Regions from separate parts of the Mus musculus genome. Here regions 2, 3 and 4 are each linked to region 1. Evidence: chromatin contacts called from public Hi-C data. All regions are on one chromosome and are shown on one strand. The core of a region is the stretch at or near the end of the contact, and the rest is flanking DNA. Distances in the headings are between cores, read along the strand shown. Region 1 holds the start of Zfpm2 (zinc finger protein, multitype 2). Region 2 overlaps Zfpm2 (zinc finger protein, multitype 2). Region 3 has its middle 57 kb from the start of Gm41311. Region 4 has its middle 51 kb from the start of Gm16294.

The links. A called contact is a pair of places that touch in the nucleus more often than the background predicts.
Region 2: a contact with region 1 is called in a Hi-C map of Sertoli cells, with 3 times the contacts expected there. The contact joins the enhancer-like site here to the promoter of Zfpm2 in region 1. A contact is called at or near these places in 3 of 484 Hi-C or Micro-C datasets (Sertoli cells and uterus), 2 of 115 datasets of contacts at active chromatin or transcription factors (neural progenitor cells and stem cell-derived neural progenitor cells) and 3 of 9 other capture datasets (adipose tissue, embryonic tail and liver).
Region 3: a Hi-C map of cerebral cortex shows a contact between it and region 1, with 2.2 times the contacts expected there. The contact joins the enhancer-like site here to the promoter of Zfpm2 in region 1. A contact is called at or near these places in 4 of 39 promoter capture datasets (the 3T3-L1 cell line and liver), 3 of 484 Hi-C or Micro-C datasets (cerebellar granule neurons and cerebral cortex), 3 of 115 datasets of contacts at active chromatin or transcription factors (the NIH/3T3 cell line, embryonic forebrain and stem cell-derived neural progenitor cells) and 1 of 9 other capture datasets (liver).
Region 4: a contact with region 1 is called in a Hi-C map of cerebellar granule neurons, with 2.4 times the contacts expected there. The contact joins the enhancer-like site here to the promoter of Zfpm2 in region 1. A contact is called at or near these places in 3 of 39 promoter capture datasets (the 3T3-L1 cell line, hippocampal neurons and pre-B cells), 4 of 484 Hi-C or Micro-C datasets (adipose-derived mesenchymal stem cells, cerebellar granule neurons and cerebellum), 1 of 115 datasets of contacts at active chromatin or transcription factors (embryonic hindbrain) and 1 of 9 other capture datasets (embryonic trunk).

What each region holds. Positions count from the first base shown.
Region 1 is chr15:40,653,678-40,658,525 of GRCm38.p6, reverse strand. It overlaps Zfpm2 (zinc finger protein, multitype 2), which reads right to left and starts at 3,484. Exons shown (of 8, transcript NM_011766.5): 1 at 2,943-3,484. The coding sequence starts at 2,982.
Region 2 is chr15:40,846,914-40,852,071 of GRCm38.p6, reverse strand. All of the region lies in intron 3 of Zfpm2 (zinc finger protein, multitype 2), which reads right to left. Among named protein-coding and RNA genes, the nearest start is that of Gm33353, 110 kb to the right of the region's middle. Within about 2 kb of position 1,436, at least 7 of the 459 cell types and tissues checked have an H3K27ac peak or open chromatin away from gene starts, as enhancers often do. A contact at or near this core is called in Sertoli cells, where this site is marked.
Region 3 is chr15:40,397,326-40,402,238 of GRCm38.p6, reverse strand. No RefSeq gene overlaps it. Among named protein-coding and RNA genes, the nearest start is that of Gm41311, 57 kb to the right of the region's middle. Within about 2 kb of position 1,993, at least 3 of the 459 cell types and tissues checked have an H3K27ac peak or open chromatin away from gene starts, as enhancers often do. A contact at or near this core is called in cerebral cortex, where this site is marked.
Region 4 is chr15:40,473,939-40,478,917 of GRCm38.p6, reverse strand. No RefSeq gene overlaps it. Among named protein-coding and RNA genes, the nearest start is that of Gm16294, 51 kb to the left of the region's middle. Within about 2 kb of position 2,852, at least 7 of the 459 cell types and tissues checked have an H3K27ac peak or open chromatin away from gene starts, as enhancers often do. A contact at or near this core is called in cerebellar granule neurons and cerebellum, where this site is marked.

The sequences.
Region 1 (4,848 bases), core at 2,235-4,734:
ATCAGAAAATCCAGGCAGTCTAATCAAGGAGCACTGAGTGACTATTTTTTGCCTTATCATCCAAAGTGGTGGAAACGGAGAAGGAATTATCAGGCTTCTGCAGATTGCTGGGCTGGAATTTTAATGGTAATAATCGGGTTTCTGATGGTATATCTTCTCCGCTTATCTTTCCCATTATCTCCTCTTATCTGGCCAGTCATCATAGCAAATTAATGGTGCTCTTTCAGCGTCGCCTTTTTATCGCTGCCCGGAGAGCACCCAAGGGGAAAGAATAAGCAAAATATTAAAATACTGCATAAATCACAATTTTAGATAGCAGGGAACTGTATGCAGTAAAAGAAAAAAGAAAAAGAAAAAAAAAAAAAAACTCTGTGCCCAACAACCTTTTTGTCCTTTAAATTGACTGTCTCAGAGTTTCTAGTATAAACTGACTTTTGCTTGCCGTTGCTGCTGTAAACTGGGTATGTTTTTATCAGCTGTACCAACGCTTTATTTTCAAATCCTGGATGTTTCCAAGTTTAAAATGTAATTTTCGTAAGTGCAGGAAATGCTTTTGTTTCGCAGAGCATCTTCATCTCATGGCTTAAACTTAACATTGATGCAGAATAGCCAAAGAAATTGTGTTAATTTTAATGGAAAACAGTGTACTTCATGCACACATCCTAAACTGGAGGGAGAGAGAGATCGTGGAAAAGACTTTGAGTATAAGAAAAACTTCTTCCTCCAAAAACACCTACCTCATATTCCTGGACAAGCAAAAGGGGACAAGGGAACTGTAGAGTGCAGCCAAAGGGACTTTTGAGCTGATCAAACACATTTAAATATCTCCTCCCCAAAAGCTTGGAGATTGCACTACTCCCATCTAACAATTCAAAAAGCTTTTGGTTTTCATTTTCCTTAACAGTGGAAGGAGAGAGGAGGAGTTCACATTTGCATAGATTGCCACTGTAATCCCAAAGTGAATCCAAGACAAGCCTAAAATGCACAGATATTACAAATGTATAAACAGATCAGCAGAGAATGATGCCTATGAACAACTACACAAATATATAAAATATATTTATTTGCTCTTTTCCCAATTAAACAACTTTCACAGATTTTTGGTAGTTAATAAATCACACCACTCAAATAAGCCAGCAAAATGTTTTACGACCTATAACACAGAGTAGCATCAGCAATTAGTTCCAATGCTTTAATCTTCAATTATATGAGGTGGACATAGAAGAGAAAAAAAAATGAATGTAGCTAATTGAGAAGATAACAAAGTCTTCCCAAGTAGAATCAGATGGTCTTTGTAGCATACAATCAATTAATATTAATTATTTATTAACAATCTAGGCGACAGTCATGAACTAAAACCATTTGCATTTAATGTTTCTAACCACTTTTTTATACTAAACATCATTTGGTACAATAAACTGTACAATGTAAACAAAAGGCTCTGATCAACTCAGCATCAAAACGGAGAAGGTAATTAGATGGCACAGAGAACCCAAAAAGTGAAAGTCTTCCAGGACAGTGTTGCCACAGGATTAGGTAGGCTTTCCGCCAAAAGTGAGGTCCACTCCTTGGTTTGAAATAAGTTGTTTAGACTGAGAACTGGCACACAGGGACAGAAATCCACTGAGTTAAAGCCAGGGAATTACATCTGAGAGGCAGGGAGTGTGAGTGTACTATATTATGCATATTGAATAATCAACTGTAGCAAGCTATGTATAGCCTGCCCCCAATCTCAAGGACAAGTTGTATGATAAGATTTATTTTTAAACTACACCAAAAAGAAATTCTGACTTGCATGTAGGGTACCTATGAGGTAAGGGTAATACTAAAGCAATATACTAAAATTACATGATAATTAGTTTTAAACGAGTAGCCAGATCCTCAACAACACGGAAAATCAGAAATACATCACAGAACTCATAAAATATTATTGTTATTATTATCATCATCATCATCTTCTTCAAATTAATAAGGCCTTTAACTTTTTTTAGATTAAAGGATTGAAGATATATTGCAGGCCTATCGAACACACAGGAATAATTTTCCTAAGGTGAAAAAAGTTGGCCTAGAAGAATTTAGTGAGATTGTGGATTTCTGGCAGGCAGGTGTCTCTGGCACCGCAGGGACCCGCACCCAGGGACCCAGGGGTAGGGGTCAGGAACTAGGAACAGCACCAGAGTATGGGCTACCTTGAACTCAAATCCTGTGAGCCCAGAAGCAAAGGAGGCCCCTCCCAGTGGGGACTCCGCTCCTTGACCAGTGGCAAACTGAAGCCCGCCCTACACAGTGTCCAGGCGCCGTGAGTGGGACCCACCCGAAGTCCCCGGGTGCAGCCCAATACCGCGGCAGGCAGGGAGGGGGTGCGCGGCAGGCAGGGAGGGGGTGCGCGGCTGTCTCCAACAGAGGCGCGAACTTTTACACCTACTTTTTGTTTCACTTCGGGTTTGGCAAAGCGTTTGGTACCGCCCAGGACTGGGTCCCCAGACACTGATTTTCCACCGCACTGGGGAAGTTACCTCCCTAGCCCGGTGGCCTCCACCAGCTCTGAGAACTTCATCCCGGGTTACCAAGACATGCTCCCAAGAGTGGTAGGCCAACCGCCAGGACAACAACAAGGACAACAATCATACTAAGCTCTGCGGGAGCGGATTGTCCTGTTAGATTTCAGCATAAAAAGGGCGACGATTGCAGCAAACCAGAGTTGAAATAACCGAGAACCCGGGAGCGCGAAGGTTGGAGAAACACTGGGCTGCGGCTGCCCGGCGCTCCAACTGGCTGTGCATCTGTCTGCGGCCGTCTGGTTTTCCCTGATAGCTTGCAAAGTTTGACAAATCTCGAGGACTAGGAGCGGATCTCCCCGAGTGTCTCCCATCTTTCCCTCCGCGTGCGCCCCTCTCCCAGGAACCGATCCCACCAACTCCCAGTCCCGCGCGCAAACTTACGTTTGATCTGCCGGGGTTTACTCTGCTTTCGCCGGGACATTTCGGCCGCGGCCGCTGCCGCTGGGGTTCCTGCGGTGTCTGCGGTTCCCGCTACGGTTCCCTGGGTTGTCGCCGCCTCTGCCTCTGGGCAGGCTCGGGCCGCCGCCGGTCGGACTCCAGGTGCTCCGTGCGCTCGGGATCCCGGAGCTAGGCTCCTCCGGGAGCGGCGGATCCACGTTTGGAGATGAGCAAGCAAATGAGAGGCCGAGCAAGGGGCAGAGAGAGTGTGACAGGGAAGAGGGGAGGGGGCGACGGATAGAGCGATGGGGCTGTGGGGGGGAGGATGGGAATCTAGGAGCGATCGGCCAGGCAGAGAGAAAAGGGGAAGAAGGGGGTGGAGGGGTAAGAGAAGGAAGAGAAGGAGGGAGGGGAGGAGAGAGCGCAGGGGGACCCGGGCTGCGAGGGGCGGAGGGTGCGGGAGGAGGCGCGCGCTCGCTCTCCGTGTCCCCGGCTGCCGGGCAGAGACTCAGGCGCCGCCGCTGCCGCTCCGGGCCGCGCCGCGCTCGCACTGCTGCGGGAGGTGGCGAGGCGCGCGAGGGAGGGGCGCGCCCGGGCTGTGGGGAGGGGAGACTATGCCATCAGCGAAAGGAGGATTGGCTGCATCCAAAGCCAGTCCGGATGCAAACTCACAGCCCGGCCTCGGTCGCGTGGAGTGCAAGGGGATCGCGGCGTGGGTGGGAGTTGAAGGGGTTGATGGGGTGGGGGGAGACGTGAGGTTTGGAGGGGGCCACCTTCTGCATTTGTCACCGCGTCAATGCTGGGCAGCTGCCAGGCCACCCTTCCCCCGCTCCCCTTCCAGCAACTTCTTCCAACAGCCTCTTCCAATGGACCCTCTAACTCTCCTCCCTAATGCCTCGCCCATCTAGCAGGGCACAAAGAAATCTCAGTCTCCTTCCATAAACTTTGTGCTTCCAGTTACTGCTCCCCTCCTGGAGCCCCTGCCCTCCGCCCTCACAGTTTCTTGGCAGGAAGGTTAGGCCACTGGCAAAGTCCCCAGCGAAAGCCAGCTGATCACAAATGCCAACTGTGTGTCTTGGGGCCCGTTAAGTCCTCTCATCTGCCTGGGCTCTCAGGAGACCATTTCATCGCTGTCAGAGTTCCCAGGAGACTGCTGCGGACCCGGACCATCCCCCACTAGGCCCACAAGAGTCGGGTGATGAGCTGCGCTCAAAGTGCTTTTCTGCATCTTGCTTGAGTTTCCATTTGAAATAGTAAAATCCCGGAATCGGAAGTCAGGCAGATATTTTTCTCACATCCAAAAGGACGAAGGTTAGCTAGATTATTCGTTGTAGGTAGGAAGGGAACTATCATCTCTAATAGGAAATACTAACTTTTTATGAAGTCTGTGGAAGTTCTGCAGCTCCACCCTGCCCCCATGACCTTCCATTCTCCTAGTTCTGCCACAGGGAAGCACCGTGGAGCTAATAAAAGATTTGATCTTGTCCTAATTTTTCAATCAGGTAAGACCCAACAACTATTTCCTGGTTCTTTGGTTTATTGAGTTCTGTGTCTTTCTTATTTATTCAATGTATGCTTACGGTTTGAGAAATGGTAAGGCACAAGAGAACATTATTTTGAGGGGATTGCATAGGATTGTTTTTGTAAAATTAAGGTGAGCAAGGTTAGCTTAGGTTCCCACAGTTTTGCATAGGGTGAGTACAAAATGCAATTCTTTCCGGTGTGCTGAAGGGATGGGGTTGTGTGGAATCAGCTACTTTATGTATCATTATTTACTAATAAACTCCTGTGAAGTTGCCATGGATTCCCTAGATACTGCCAGTTTCCCCAAGGAGGCTATGAACTTGTCCACTCTGACCTGAAATTGTGTCCTCTTTCTTTGGTTGACTAGCATCCGTGTGAGCATCAC
Region 2 (5,158 bases), core at 187-2,686, 200 kb before region 1:
GCAGAGGCTAGGGTTCTACCACTTAGCAACTCCTTGCACTTTCCCACTGTCTCTTAACAGATGATCTAGTTTATAACATAGTGACTTTTGAGAAAAAGGTAAACTATTTCCAAACCACAGCAGCTAGGAAAATAATTCTCAAACAGAATTATGAAGCAAAAAGAAAAATCCAGAAGAGAATATGAACTTTTTTTTTTTCCATTTTAATTTAAAATTGAGGCTAACATCTAGAGCTTACAAGGATTTAAAAGTACTCTAAAGGAGGTGCAAACAATAATTCAGTGGTGTCCAAACTTCGCAACTAGCGCCCAGGGGCTACAAAATGCTATCTTTTTCTGCTGAAACAAAGGAGGCAGGAAAAGATTAAGCCAAGGGGTAATCTAATAAAGGGTTTGCTAGGCATGTTGAGTATTTAAATTTTTTATCTTCAAGATAAGCATATCAAGTGAGCATCATTAACATCCAATTAAGTTTGAAGAAAGAAAAGTTAGACAATTCCTTTAAAGGAATTGATACACTTGTTTAAAGTATGGTGAGAAAGGCATGGCTAACTTTTTAAGGTACATATATTCAGCATTGCTCCCCAAACTGTTCAGAACTCAACATATTTGTTTGCTGTACTATTTACATGACGAAGAGTTGACTTGTTCATGACCAAAATGCGTTCTTTCAACACGAAAGCCAGACAAAAGGTATTGTTGGGTTCGCATGTCATTATCTTGGTTTTTATTTTATATGGAGAGGAATGAGTAATACCTCCTTTGGAAATTGACATTACCAAAAGTGAGTACATATCTTACGAGACTGAGATCTAAGCAAAGGAAGAATTTGTAACTGGCACTACATTGGGAAGTAAATGAAACAAAATAAAGAATAAATAAAGAATAAAACAAAAATAAAAACAAAAATCCCTAAATTATCAACAGACTATGTTAACCATAGTAAGACTTCAACTATCTTATAGTCTTACAACCCGAGATTGTGGTAGGTTTTCATATTTGCATTTTCAGGGGTATAATACAGTTGTTGACCCAGGGTCACACACATAGAATTAAATAAACTTTTGAAATCACTGCCAGCACTGTGAATTTAGGAGTTCATGGATAGGCTCCACTATTTCTATCTAGGAAATACAATAATCACAAAGTAGCTAGATTAATACTTAGGTTGGACACAATAAACTCAAACAAGATAGTTTCTTTTACTAGGTCAGACTTCCATCTCACTGTTAAGATACCTATTCTGTTGGACCCAGCCCAAGGCTCTCCCACAGGTTTCAAAGGGAGCCACGGTCATAGTGTTCTTTCCTGATATCAACTCTTCCCTGACAACCCCCATGCTTTAATTCATGTCTTCCTAGCACTCACTAATCATGCTTATGGTATGTGATCTACTGGCTCACAACTGCAAATGGCCCTTAAAGCCAACAATATGTCTAGTGTTCATAAATGTGTCTTTCGAATCACCTTGAGGAATTTTCATTGTTTGTAACATGGACAGAGACTCCATTATCTTGGTGCAAATAAGATTAGTTCCTAACAGAAATCTGCTTTCTTTATGAACATTATGAAAGGGCCTCCGACCTTCAACTTGAGGAGTACAGCATTGGGGAAAAAAGATAAAATTCCACACTAAAATGTGAAAAATTGAAAGGCGACGTGGGGGAGAAAAGAAACTTGGCAAACACCAAGACTTGCTTATAAATGACTTCTTTTCAAATAATCACCAACATCCTCCCAACCATTCTTCACAGAGACCAAAAGAAACTAGGACTATGGGTAAAATTAACATAAAGATTAAAATAACTGTATTCATTATTTAATACTACAATTAACATGGTAAATTCTCAGGACGACCCCAATATCATACTAAATTTAGAAACGTACAAAAATCAAGGGACATTTTGTCCTTTTAAACTTGTATAATATGTAAGTTAATCAGGATCTTACTATGTATAAATTGAAACTTAAACTATCGTATGATTTCAAGTGCCTCATTGTTCTTAACTCAAACCAGAGATCATTAAAACTTTGAAATATTCTTTAATTCTTAGAAACTCAGAGGCCTTGGCCAAGACCTATTGCCTCTTCAGACAGGTTTCCCCAGCTAATTAAAATATTCAAACAACTCTGTGCAGGGCCTCGTTGTACAAAAATCTTTAATGTATGTTTATTAAGAAAGATGAAATTCTTAAGTTTGAAGGCAATCATAGAAAGTCAGAAATAATGGTACCAAATAACCATGTGTGGATGGTGAAGTCTACGTGCATAGCTTCCAATATTTTGATAGTCAGAAGGTAGAGTGAGCTTAGCTGCCCCTAAGGCTGAGTCACTGAAGCCAGCTGTGTGGCAGGGGAGATATAGTCATTAGGTGGATAGAGGCTCAGTAATTTTCAGAGAACTTCATTGTCCTCAGCCTGAAACTGACTTCACAGTTGCTTTGATGTGATGAAAAGGAGCCCAGAAAAAGTCAAAAGGAATGACATTCATCCAGACAACCCAAGATGGAGACTTACACAGAGAATAGCTTGTTTCCAAAGCAAACAAAACACTCAATTTATGTGATGGCATAAATGCTGGAACTGTTTGTTATGTGCAATATGGGAGTGTTATTTTTAAAGCATGGACTCTGTAGTGTTCTTCTCTATTGTCTGGATTTTTTTAAGGCTGTCATAATTCACATTCAGGATTAAGATTAATTTTGAGCAATTGGCTCACAAGAGGCATGCATTGAATAAGACTACCATAGTAGCATGAATATATGTGAGTGTGTGTGTGTGTGTGTGTGTGTGTGTGTGTGGTGTCATAATGGTGATTCCGTATGTATGCTTCCACAGAAATTTAAAAGAACCTTTGGGAAACAGTGTCCTTGCTTTATGACTTATGGAGGCTGTATGGAAATCTGGATCCTAACTCAAAGTAATTTATTTAATGGGAAGGAGGCCAATAACTGACCCACTTGTAATTTCCAGTCTATTTATTCTTCAACAAAACTTTTTCATATGTTTGATACAGAACAGTATTTGAACATTATGGTGAAACATCCTAAGAGCCAAATGTCATATCTTATCAGATACACTCTGTAACAAAGAAAAGTCATTTTATGATCCAAATGTAACTAGTCTCTCAAAACTTGCTGTTTGTGTAGATACAACTTTCTTTGGTCATTTGGATGAAGGCACTCTCCTGAATCCCAGAACTCTTTTCTCCACACCAGAAAGCCATCATGTGCAAATTGTCAATATTGTCCACTCCACCAGCACCTTTATTCAAAAAGAATCTGTCTTCCCATTGCTCTTAAGCCAAGCACAAAATTCTTGAACACTTCACATTCAGTCTGGCTATTTCCTGGTCTCTCCCTCTCTTCATTTCAACCTCAGATATTTTCACTGTGAATTTCATATACTGAGGACATTGAACAGGATGTGTTTTCTGCCAAATGTTCTCCCTGTTAAAACGAGTTCCCATTCAAACTGATGCCACGTTGTCCTATGATACTGATCGTAATGTTTAAATAAGGTCTTAAATGCTGTAAGTTCTTCGTTTAACTCTTACCTTATAATTGAGAAGGCAAATGCAAACAGCAGGAAAGAGGGGAAAGCAAGCTTATGAATTGATAGTAGATCATGGTCTGCCCAGTTACCCTACAGCTTTTTATGAGCTGTCAATCTTTGGCAAGTTGAACTGATACCTGACACTAAGTACCAGTCTCTAAATTCTTAAGCAGTGCGTTGTACATTTATATAGCAGATGTATGAAGAGGCTTTTAGTTTAGTTTATTCTAGTTTTCACCCCTGTATGTCTTGCCTTACCAATTCATATATTTATGTTATAACAAACTGAAGGTAACCCTTGTCTATTTGGTGAACCAGCCCTGATACATTTTAAAATACCACTCAGTACAGGCAGTCTGTGCTGTCTACAATGTCACAGCTTTTACTGAAATCAATTAGCATGGCTTTTGTCTATTGGATGGTTTGGTAAAATTATTTAATGCAAGTTATTAGGTAGGGAAGAAAACTATGACTGTGACCTGAGCCCAGAATTCTGTATCCTTTGTATTCTCACAATAGAGGTTTTACATGGCTATACTTGTGTACTTCCACTGTTGAGAAACATCTTCAAGGCTCACTTATTTCTCCTACAAATGAAATCAAATATGTTAACTATACTCACTTGTCAATATCCTGAAATATTACAAGAATTTATGATAAAACAAAACACTCCAGCTATAGTTCTAATTAGTAGCCAAGAACACCGCCCCCTCCACTGCCCTCCCCCCTCCCCCCATGAGCACTCACAATATTAAACCGGTATTGTCACATGCCTCACTGTCACTTGTGATATCTCTAGTTTTCTGCACCTCCAGCATAAGTAAGTTATGTCCAGGTGTTAAGTACCATGCGCCCAGTTATGTCACTCAGTGGGCACATGTATGTAAGCAGTGGCAAAAGGCCCGGGCATCACACATTAATCAACAGGAATTGGTCAGCACTGTTCTATCTTTCTATTCCTCAGAAAGTTGAAGGAAATGAATTTTGTATGCAGATAAGCGTTTGTTCATTAACACCAGGGGAAAACTGCTAGGAGGGCAAAAATTAACATTTCTATTATCATTTTGAACAGGTAAGAGTGATTTCATTTACAAGAACTAAGAATCATGTTTGTGACTCTAGGGCAACGAAATTCAAAAATTAATGCCACTTGAACTTGCCATGTTGCTCACATAGGAAAGTCTAGGGTAAAAATAACTGATTTATTAAAATGATTCAGCCCAGAACTTCTGACAAGGTACAAGAGAAATTTCAAATAAGCATGGAATTATACTAATATATAAAACAAGGCCTTCCAGCATTTTACCTAATTATCTTGTTTAGAATATGATTTTTATTTTGAAATCATCAGCAGAAATGAATTTGGATGGCAGTGCAGAAGCTCTTCAGAATCCTACTTTTCTAAGAACAATTAATATTTTAAATAATTCTCAAAGCTAGCAAAAGTTTAGGAAATTAGTAGCCATATCCTGTGTGATTTCATTTCAAATTAAGATTGCATGCTTTTCAAAAAATTGTTCTGGAATAATTTTAGAAAGTACTGTGAGTTGAATTGTGCTTTCCTGAAAAGTATAAGATCCTCCTGCGAACGTGATTTTATTTAGA
Region 3 (4,913 bases), core at 744-3,243, 250 kb after region 1:
ACACACACCGCGCTGTCCTCATCACTTGATCTGAGGACAGCCAGGTGGCAAGCAGCACTACCAACCAGTCCACATGTTGAAGAGCCAAAGCCTCAAATCATCCTCTTGACTTCCAGTCTCTGACCCAGAACTGGCTAGACCTCTTAAATTCTTCACTGTCAGGAATTCAGTGAAGTAACAAGTGATTGATGCTTTAAATTATTAAGTTTTGAAAGAACTTATAAGCACAGATCGCCAATACAGGACAGGGAGAAAGTACAAGAAAATGACTGGCAAATGCAAAGAGGAACAGCCAGAGAAGAATCACATGTTTGATTTCTGATCCTCTTGCAAGTGTTTGACTTCTAGTCCCACAATACATATTCAGATCTACCCCATAGTATTTGTGCTGGTTCTTTTCTGACACAATGTGTGGATAGACAACTGTGGAGAATGGTAGGATGGATAATCCCTAAGGAAGAAGAAGGAGAATTTTAGCATACATGTGTTAGCCTGTGTATATACACATATATGAATGTGTCCATGAAGCAGGAGAATTTTAGCATACATGTGTTAGCCTGTGTATATACACATATATGAATGTGTCCATGAAGCAGAAGGAGAATTTTAGCATACATGTGTTAGCCTGTGTATATACACATATATGAACGTGTCCTTCTCAGTTTTAGAAATGCAAAACTGATTTGTCAAAACAACATGATTCCTTGCTTTAAATTCCTCCGCAAAACACCAGCTGACATTATTTTAGGTCGATTAAAAATCTTTGTTTGGGCATACCTTACATCTCAGAAATATAAATTCCTTAGAAGATTTGAATAAGAAAAGCTTAGAGATGGAACCAAAGCAGACAGAATGCACATAGAAATAGCAAACAAGAAAGTTGCCATACTTTAGTAGCAGGGCATAAGGAGGCCCCATAATGTAGAATCAGCTAGACTAAGGTCAGGGTATCTGACATGATTACTGTCATTGCAGACTCGGAGTTCAGCAATATTTTCACAATTTAAATGTGAAAATTAAATAAAATAATTGTAAAGTGTTTTTAGTTAAAAGTCTCTTCTTTTGTACAAATGAAGAAGAAAGCAAGGTCACAATGTAGAAAATTAACAGACAGAAATAAACAAATATCCCTTCAGTAGCTGAGATAAATTTTATTATCTATTAAGGAAAGAAATCTATCCTCATCTTTAGTAGGTTTTGTTTGGTTAGAGGAAAAAAAAATAACTATACTTTTTTCATCTCGTTATGGTAATTAGTTTAGCTATTCTCTATGCTCAGCCACACCAGGTCCTACAGTGGTTAGATAGGAAGTTTAACTCAAGTTCTCATACTGAAGGAAATCTTGATTTCGCTGGGAAGCTACATCCCAAAGAGGCAGAGAATATTAGCACACGGTTTGCAATATACTTTAGCCTTAATACAATACAAAAGGAGGCCATGGTTAGAAAGGATCAGGGGTGGAGGCACCATGGAAAATGATAACTTAGGCCTCTGAAAAATAACTTGAACTTGGAAGGGAAGAGGATTGAAGGCACATTTCGGGTTAGCGTAGCTTCGCTTTGCCTTGCCCTTTAGCTTATAGGAGGTAAAATCACTGTGGACTTGGGTCAGCGTCCACATCTTATTACAAAGGCAGGAAGAGCGTCTCCGGAATCAGCAAGCATTCCAGCTGGAGTCCCTTTGCCACAGCCTCCCCACCAACTCCGCTTCACCTTGGTTGTACTCCACTTTCATTGCTAGGATCCACAGCCCTGCTGGCAGTGGCACGTGCTCGCATTCGTTCATCAGCTCCGATATGCTCTAGTTTTTTGCTTCACTTAATTCCTCAGATTCCTTTGTAGGTTTCATTATCCTTGTACTGTAGGTAAGAAAACTGAGGCATTTGTGCTTCCTTCGTGTGACTTGTTCCCAGCTGGCGGAATTTATAGTTTCATGTGAAGAGTCTGACTTTGTGACGAAGCTCCCTCTGTGAAGACGAATCATGTGGGTTCTCTCTTTCAACAGTCTGGATCCATCGCTCCTGCTGCAGAGCACAAAGAAGCCAGATACAGACCCAGTCAACAAGGAGATTTGATCTGGAGAGGTTCCTGCTCAAACACACCACACCCAGCTCCGTGCTGCCTGTGCTAAACTGGCAGCGGGAAGAGCAGCTGGTGAGGGCAGAGGAAAGGAAGCACCTTATTCTAGGAGCTCACGTCGGGAGAGAATCAGCCACCAGCCCCTGGCTTTCTCAGCCTTAAACAGAGGAGATGCTGCCACAACTACTTGAGGTCAGATGACCTCTACCTTCACCTTCACTCATGGCCTCCTGACTGATCACGAGTGAAAATGGGACGAAGTCACCATATCGAACACCCTCCGTGCCGGGAGGAAATGAATGGGGCAGCCTTGCATAATTGGGATTTCCTATAAAAATGAAACATGTTTTCACCATCAAACACTATCTTATAAATCCTAGGGCAATGTTCCAAGGGCTTTGATTCACCCTGAAATGATTTGCCTCTCAGAATGTTTCAATTTCTGGATTTAGCAACTCTGAGCTGTGGTGCAGGAAAAAAGAAAAAAAAAAAAAAAAAAAGAATATATTTTGAAAAATCCTTGAAGCTAAGGGCTCAGAGGAACCAAGTAGCCAGCTAGCAATTGCTGTATATTCCATTTCATTTTCTGTTTTTGCATGAGGATTGCTGGATGGTGGGTATTCAAACAAAAAACAGTACCAAAAAAAACAAACAAACAAACAAAAAAAACCCAAACAAACAAACTCACACAAATACCAGCCTTCAACCTTTCCATCTATATTAGTGGTTCTCAGCCTTCCTAATGCTGCAGCCCTTTAATACAGCTCCTCATGTCATTGTGACCTCCAGCCACAAAACGGTGACCCCCCTCCCAAACATAAAAGTATTCGTTGCTACTTTATAAATGTAGTTTTGTTGCTGTTATGAATCATAACATAAATATCTGATATGCAGGATATCTGATATGCAACCCCTTAATAAAAGAGAGATTCGACTACCCCACAATTGGGTTGAAACCCACAAGTTGAGAACAAATGAGTACCTATATACTGACCCTATATACAGATCTATAGACTAACATCAGAGGAAAATTCTGCTAACATTTGGATCATGTTCATCTCTAGAAGGAGCTACAAGATCAGAATTTTTCTTGTGCATATTAGCCTGTTCAGGGCAGGCCCTGGCACACACCACTTACACACTAAATGTTGGTCGTTCTTTTTACTACTAAGGTAAAAATATTCCTTTCCTATCTTTCTGCAGCAAAGAAGCAACGATTTTGTTGTGACAAAGTCATGAAGATGTATGCTCCTTCTTATTTGGGGTCAGTTCTTAATTCTGTACCTGGCAGTGTGAACTGACTTTAGTTATTAGTTCATATTCCTGCTTCTAGGTTACCTTCAGTTCATTACATTATGGTGTTGCCTTGACCAATTACTAATTAGTTGTTTTTCTTTGTAAAACATCAAATGTATAATGCTCGAAATATCCAATCTGTGACTCAGTCACAGGACACATGCATTGGAAAATGGTCCTTCGGGCTGCTTTTTCTGGCCTCAGTGGGAGAGGATGCACCTAATTCTGTAGAGACATGATGTCCCAGGGTGGGGCGGATACATGGGGGCCACCCTCTTAGAGATGAAGGGGAGGGGTGGGGGAGGAACAACTCTGGCAGGGGGGACCCGGAGGGGGGCCAACATTTGGGATGCAAATAAATAATAAAAAATTTTAGCTATCTTCACCAACTTAATTCTGAATAAAAATGTAATGAAAGAAAAAGAGAGAGAGACAGAGAGATAGAGAAGGAGGCCCTTTGAACACCCTTCTTGGTCCACTCATAGTTAAGGACCCCTGCAATCAGCATCTAATTAAACTGATTAATTTACTTTAATTCACTTTCCAATCTTTGCCAGCTAGCCATCCTCCACCCTAGTTAGAATCTTTACTGCTTTGTACCATAACAAGTATTCTGTTTCACTGGGTGTTTTGAGGACTGTAAGATAGTCTGAACAATGTTAGCACAGGTAGGGCCCTATATATGTTAGTATATGTTAGCACTTCTATGGGGGTCCATGTCTGTCCCCTCTACTGATACACACTCTGTCCTGAGAAGACCCAATGCTTCATTTCATTGTGTGTGGCACATGGTGGAAACTCAGTAAATGTAGGAGGAATAATATTCAGGCTCCTGAAAATGAATATTGTAGTGCATACAATATTGTTATCAGTGTCACTACCTTGTGACAGTCTGCCAATTGGTCTTCTAAATGTACTTCATAAAAAACCCACTACTTAAAGCCTTAGAATTAGGTCTCAATCTGTATCATTTTCCCTTAGAAAAATAGCCTCTACCCTTTAATGTTAGTGCTTTGTTTAGTTTGGGAAGGCTGTCTTGTCATCCTCAGCCTCTGCCTCTGAACTCTTCTTAACGTGTGCTTAGTTTCAATTCGAGCTTTTTCTTTTAAGATTTCCCAAATCGTTCCCATGAAAATACCCCCTACGTTTTTATAATTGATCTTCCCTGCTTCAAACTCTCCTCTTGTTTGATTTGTTTTTACAATGTCTATCTCATGTTAACAATCATTTAAATTATGCTTTAAACAAAACAAAACAAAAACAAAAAACCACCACCATCAAAACCAGACATCTCAATGGCCTGTGCTGCAAGGGCTGCCTGCTGCACACTTCTACAGAAGTCAGTGCTTAAATTTGTATTTGTTGTTAGCATGGCTCCTTCTGTCTGTTTTCTGAGACAGGATCTGTCTTTATCATCCAGACTGGCTTCAGACTTACAATCATCTTCCTTTGGCTTCCCAAAGTGCTAGAATTCCAGGCATGCCACTAAAGCCTGCTTTCCTAAATTCATAATGACAGAAATAATCTTGTATGAGTGTG
Region 4 (4,979 bases), core at 1,603-4,102, 180 kb after region 1:
TATCTTTGTAACACCCACTAAAGAGCAGTGTTTCCCAAGAGATTCAAGGTGAAACAGTGTCGTATCAGAAGATTCAGCATCAAAGCAGAAAAAAAGCAATCCCTTTACACCTTGGTGTCCTAGTGCCTTAAAAACATGGTGTTTATTAACTGTGTCAATAGTATTTATTAGCTATCTCATTTTTGTTTTACACAGAGCAAGTAATGATCAAGAATTGCTTTGATATTCTTTCAGATCACTATACAAAATATCACAAATTAGAAAGCTTATAAAGACCAAGAAATTGTTTCTCACTTCTTCTGCAGTCTAGAAGATTCAAGATCAAGGTGCAGGTGACCGTGAGACTTCTGAGACCCTGCTTCTCCACAGACAGCCTTTGTTTGCTGTGACCTCTCATGTGGGAAGCTCCACAGAGCCTCTTGTTCTTCTTTGGTGAAGGTACTAATTTCACCCATGAGGGCTCTGCTCACAGGACTCACTTTCCCAAAGCCCTGCTGCTTAAGGTTGAAGGTTAGAATTTCAGCATACAAATTTTAATGGCAAATAAATATTCAGACCCTTGAAGGAAAGAAAGGTATTCGCTTAAAATTGTACAAACGAAAGAGCAGAGCCGGCATTAAGGTTGCAGCCTTCATCAGAATCCAAAGAGTAAAATCTTCCTGCTCCAGCACACTGCCTTTAACATTCTTTTTTTTCTGTCATAAAACCCAGGATAAACAGAATAGATCCTTGGACTTCATTGTTTCTAAGGCTGGGGATAAAAAGAGAAAAATGCTATAAGGTGGGACACCCTAGGACCTGAAGGTCCCAGAGGATCAAACAGGGTTCTTTCTCAAGGTCATTCTGAAGGTCAGGCGAGTGGGACTCTTAGGTCAGTGCTCAGTAGACTGCCATCTCTAGCAAAAAAGGAGGCAAAAACTACCCATTAGAGAACAAAAAGAAAACAAAACCTCACTAATCTATCTCCCAAAATAAGTGGTTATTCCTGACTTTGCAGCTGGGACGTGTTTTTAGGCTCACTAATAGCAAGATACTAGTAAACACCTTCCACCTGAAGTAATGATTTGGTTAGGAAACGCATTCCTACAGAATAACCAACGGTGGCTATGAATATATTTCTGCCACTCCTTTGATTGTGTCATGTGGTATTATGATTCTTTGAGCATTACTGCTAAGATGTGACATGTTTTCAAAACGATCATTAAAATAGCATAATTACTACCAATTGTTCAAAGCAATGAAATGCTATTTATTATATGATATGCAGGCACATGAATGTGCTTTTCTTGTTCAATTTGTGTTGATTTCAGTTTTTATTATACGGCTAGGATATTGATCAAGCACTTTAGCAAGTGCCCTCAAAAAACAGAAAGAAATAGTTTACTCTTTTACTACCACCAACTTTAATATGAAATATTTTTGCCAGGATTCTGTGAACACCAATCGTATAATACAAACCATGGAAAAGTTCCAGGCTGTGTTGATTTGTTTTATGAATGCTGTGTGATGCCAGATTGGAGGTGTACATCTGTGGGGGTTGGCCAGTCATCCTTCTGCCGTCTGTGTATCTGTATGGTTAAATGAATTAGCTAATATAAAAACAGCATAAACAAGTTTAGTGTCATGGAATTTCCTTTATAGCACACAGAATATTCATATCTAAGTGAAGAAGTAGAGAGTCATGTCCAAGTGCTGTAACTTGGGATAGAGCACAGTATCGAGTAGAAAAGCCCTGAGCACATGGTGCTTAGCTGCTCCCCTTTTCACCGTTTTTTTTTTTTTTTTTTTTGTGCATAGTTTTACCAGTGGTAGTATCTCTGCAAACTAGAATGGAGAACACAGATATTCTGCAGTACTGGAGAAACCATCCAGTATCTGAAGGCCGTTCAGTGACCACTCAATTCCTAACTCTTTGGAGGAAACCAAGCCAGAAGGGTTCACTCGTCAACTCTGGATACTCACCTCTGAATTATTATTTTTTTTTTTTGTACAGCAAACACTATAATCAGCTACCAAGAGAGCCTCCTACTCTGACGTATGTATCAGGTAGCAATGTAACATTCCTGTCCTAGGCTTTGCATCCACTGTGCGTCAATCTACAGCACTTCGGGTCTCCGGGCTCACACTGAAGTCTCTTCTAGCCAACATTCACCTTGCATTTACTCCCCGTTGGATTAACCATAAAATGTTTTCTGATATATTGGTTGACTTTAACTTTCATTGTGGTTTTTTTTTCTTGCTTCTTAAATATTATTTTGTTTGAGGCATTACTTCTGTCTGGATTCATTGTGTGTGTGCAAGTGCATATGTGCATATGTGGGTATGATGTGCACATGTGTGCCTGTGTAACAACTATGAGCATGAATAAAGAGAAGCAGTGAATGATCTCTTCAAAGAAAGTATGCATACAATATACAGTAGATATAATTAGTGTTAATTTCAATGGTGGGATTTTTAAGTTGGAGAAGAAACAATAAAACTTTTATTTTTAGCTAACAGTTTGTGAGCTAATTTAGTCCTTGATTTCCTTCCAAGTATGATAGTTTAAATTTGCCCCAGATGGAATTTCTCTTCTGTTCAAATTGCTGGACAGCAACAGAACAGCCATTTGTAACAAAGTCTGCAGAAGTGGGCTGGTGCTCCTACTCTTCCAAATACATTGGTCTGTTTGTAAGAAGAGTGGCCCCCATAAATCACCATGAATTAAAGAGGTACACACCCGTCCCAATCCAAACATCAGGAAGAAGTGGTTGCCCAATAGATAAGGACATAAACAAGTGCACAGCATCACTTGAGCTTCTCCAGCAGGTCCGTATTTTTGGAATGCAGCCCGCGCTATTTCACATGCTGCTCTCTCTCTAATCTTGACTGACTCACAGTCTTGTGATAGTGAGATAAGCTAGGTAGGCAAATTTTTATAGAGTTGCAATTACTGAAATTGTCATTACGCTGCTCACTGTAAAATAAATATAGATAGAAGTGAAATTATGCGCAGGCTAGAAGTAGAAAGTGTTTTGCTTCTGTTTGCTAAATTAATCTCTTCCTAAATGGCTGCAGGCCAGGTAGGTTAGCATTTGTGGTTTCAAAGGTTTTCAGCGCTTGCAATGAGCCATGAAATTACTGCATGCTGCTGAAAATGGCAGCTGATGAAAGGAGAAGAGAGAATCCCAAAGGCAGAAAGACAGGAGGAAGCAAAATTACAGGCAGAAAGTCTGATTTTTGATGTTGCTCATTGTGAAATGTACACCCAAACTTTTAATAAAACATAAAACATTAATAAACCTGCTAACAATTCCTCACAATTGCTTTTGAAGTCTGAGTATAATTTCTGAATACTTATTAAAACAGGCAGCAAGTGGCTCAGAGGTCGGTGAGCAGGCTCCTGTCTGTGGGATGGGCTCTGTGGGAAGGCTTGCTGCTTAGGACTTTTGAAATAAGATTTTTTTTATTGATGATTTTAATTGAATTGTACAAAGGATTGATTTTCAGTTAAGGAAAGTACCCAGTTGCCTTTACCCAGGTTCCTTTAGTTTCCATTAGAATTAACTAATCTCAGTTTTGATACATTCCCTGGCATGCACACAACCAGAGCTGCTATCTTGTTTTGAACCATTTGAACATCCATAGAATAAGGTGATATCTATGTCTTCATTTGTAGTTTTAAAAGCCCTTTGGGCCTGAGGGCTGTGCCCTATGGGTTCTTACCCTTTTCTCAGGAAGAATGTGAATCGGTTTGATTTTGAAAAACCACAAACACCATACCTTGCCACAGACAGGCAGGCTATCCATGTCAAAAGGAGGCATTCTCTGGCTCCCTAGGCTTTGCCTCATGAGGATCCATTTCAAATTGAAGGTTGTAACAGTTCTTAAATATATTTATAAAGGTGTTTCCCATCTTGTAATGAAAATCAGTCTTCAAAGCCTTCAGACACTTCATAGCCAAGAGAGATTCCTGAGACATGCAGGGATGCTATTTAGAATTCCACAATTTCTGGATATTAGACAAACTGCAACTGGAGTTCATTTGTACTAAAACAATCTTGCTACCACTAATACAAAACACACACACACACACACACACACACATTCTTAGAGATTCTAAGCACTCACAGTTGCATGGTTTTATAGATTAATTACTAGGAAGACAGAATTGTAGAGATTTTTGGATTAAATTTAGTTATAGGAGACATAAATGATCTAATGATTACTATTCATGCCTGCTCAAATAGTTACTGTCCCTGAGTTATTAGAAAGCAGTTTTTACTTCTAGCGAGGGAATGCTCTGAACTGAAAAGTCAGTGCATCTTACATGAAGAATTCTTTAATATGAGCCACGAAACCTTCAATAAAGAGGGGCCAGCAAAGCTAGGTAATTATTCATCATTAAAAACAAGACTGTATGCAGGAGGTGCGGGTGCTTCAATCGTCTTTGTAGCCATATGCCACCATCTACAAAATTCTCATTTTAATTCTTAGTGTACCACTATTTTTCCTCTTAAAAAAAAAAGACACATTATATGATTTCAGATTAACGTGATCTGTTGGAAAATGCATTTGATTTGGAATTAGGCAAACACAACTTGGCCACCTTGCCATTAGTCACGGGATAAAGAGCACTGCTACACTGTGTCTTACTGTTTTAGTTTAATTTTGATCTCCCATGACTGTCATCTACTCTGCGAGTATGGGTGTGAGTGTGTGTATATGTATGTGTGCATGCCTGCCTGCGTGTGTGTGTATATGTGCATGCCTTCTTGTGTGTGCATGCCTCTGTGTGTGTGCATGCCTTCCTGTGTGTATAAGTGTGTGTTTGTGTGTGTGTCTGTGCATGCCTGCCTCTGTGTGTGTGTGTGTGTGTGTGTGTGTGTGTAGGCATGCATGCCTGCCTGCATGATCCAGACAATCAAAGAAACAGTGAAGTCATAGATTAAGATAAATGTGCACAGATTTTTTTATATAAACCTTTTATATAATTGTGA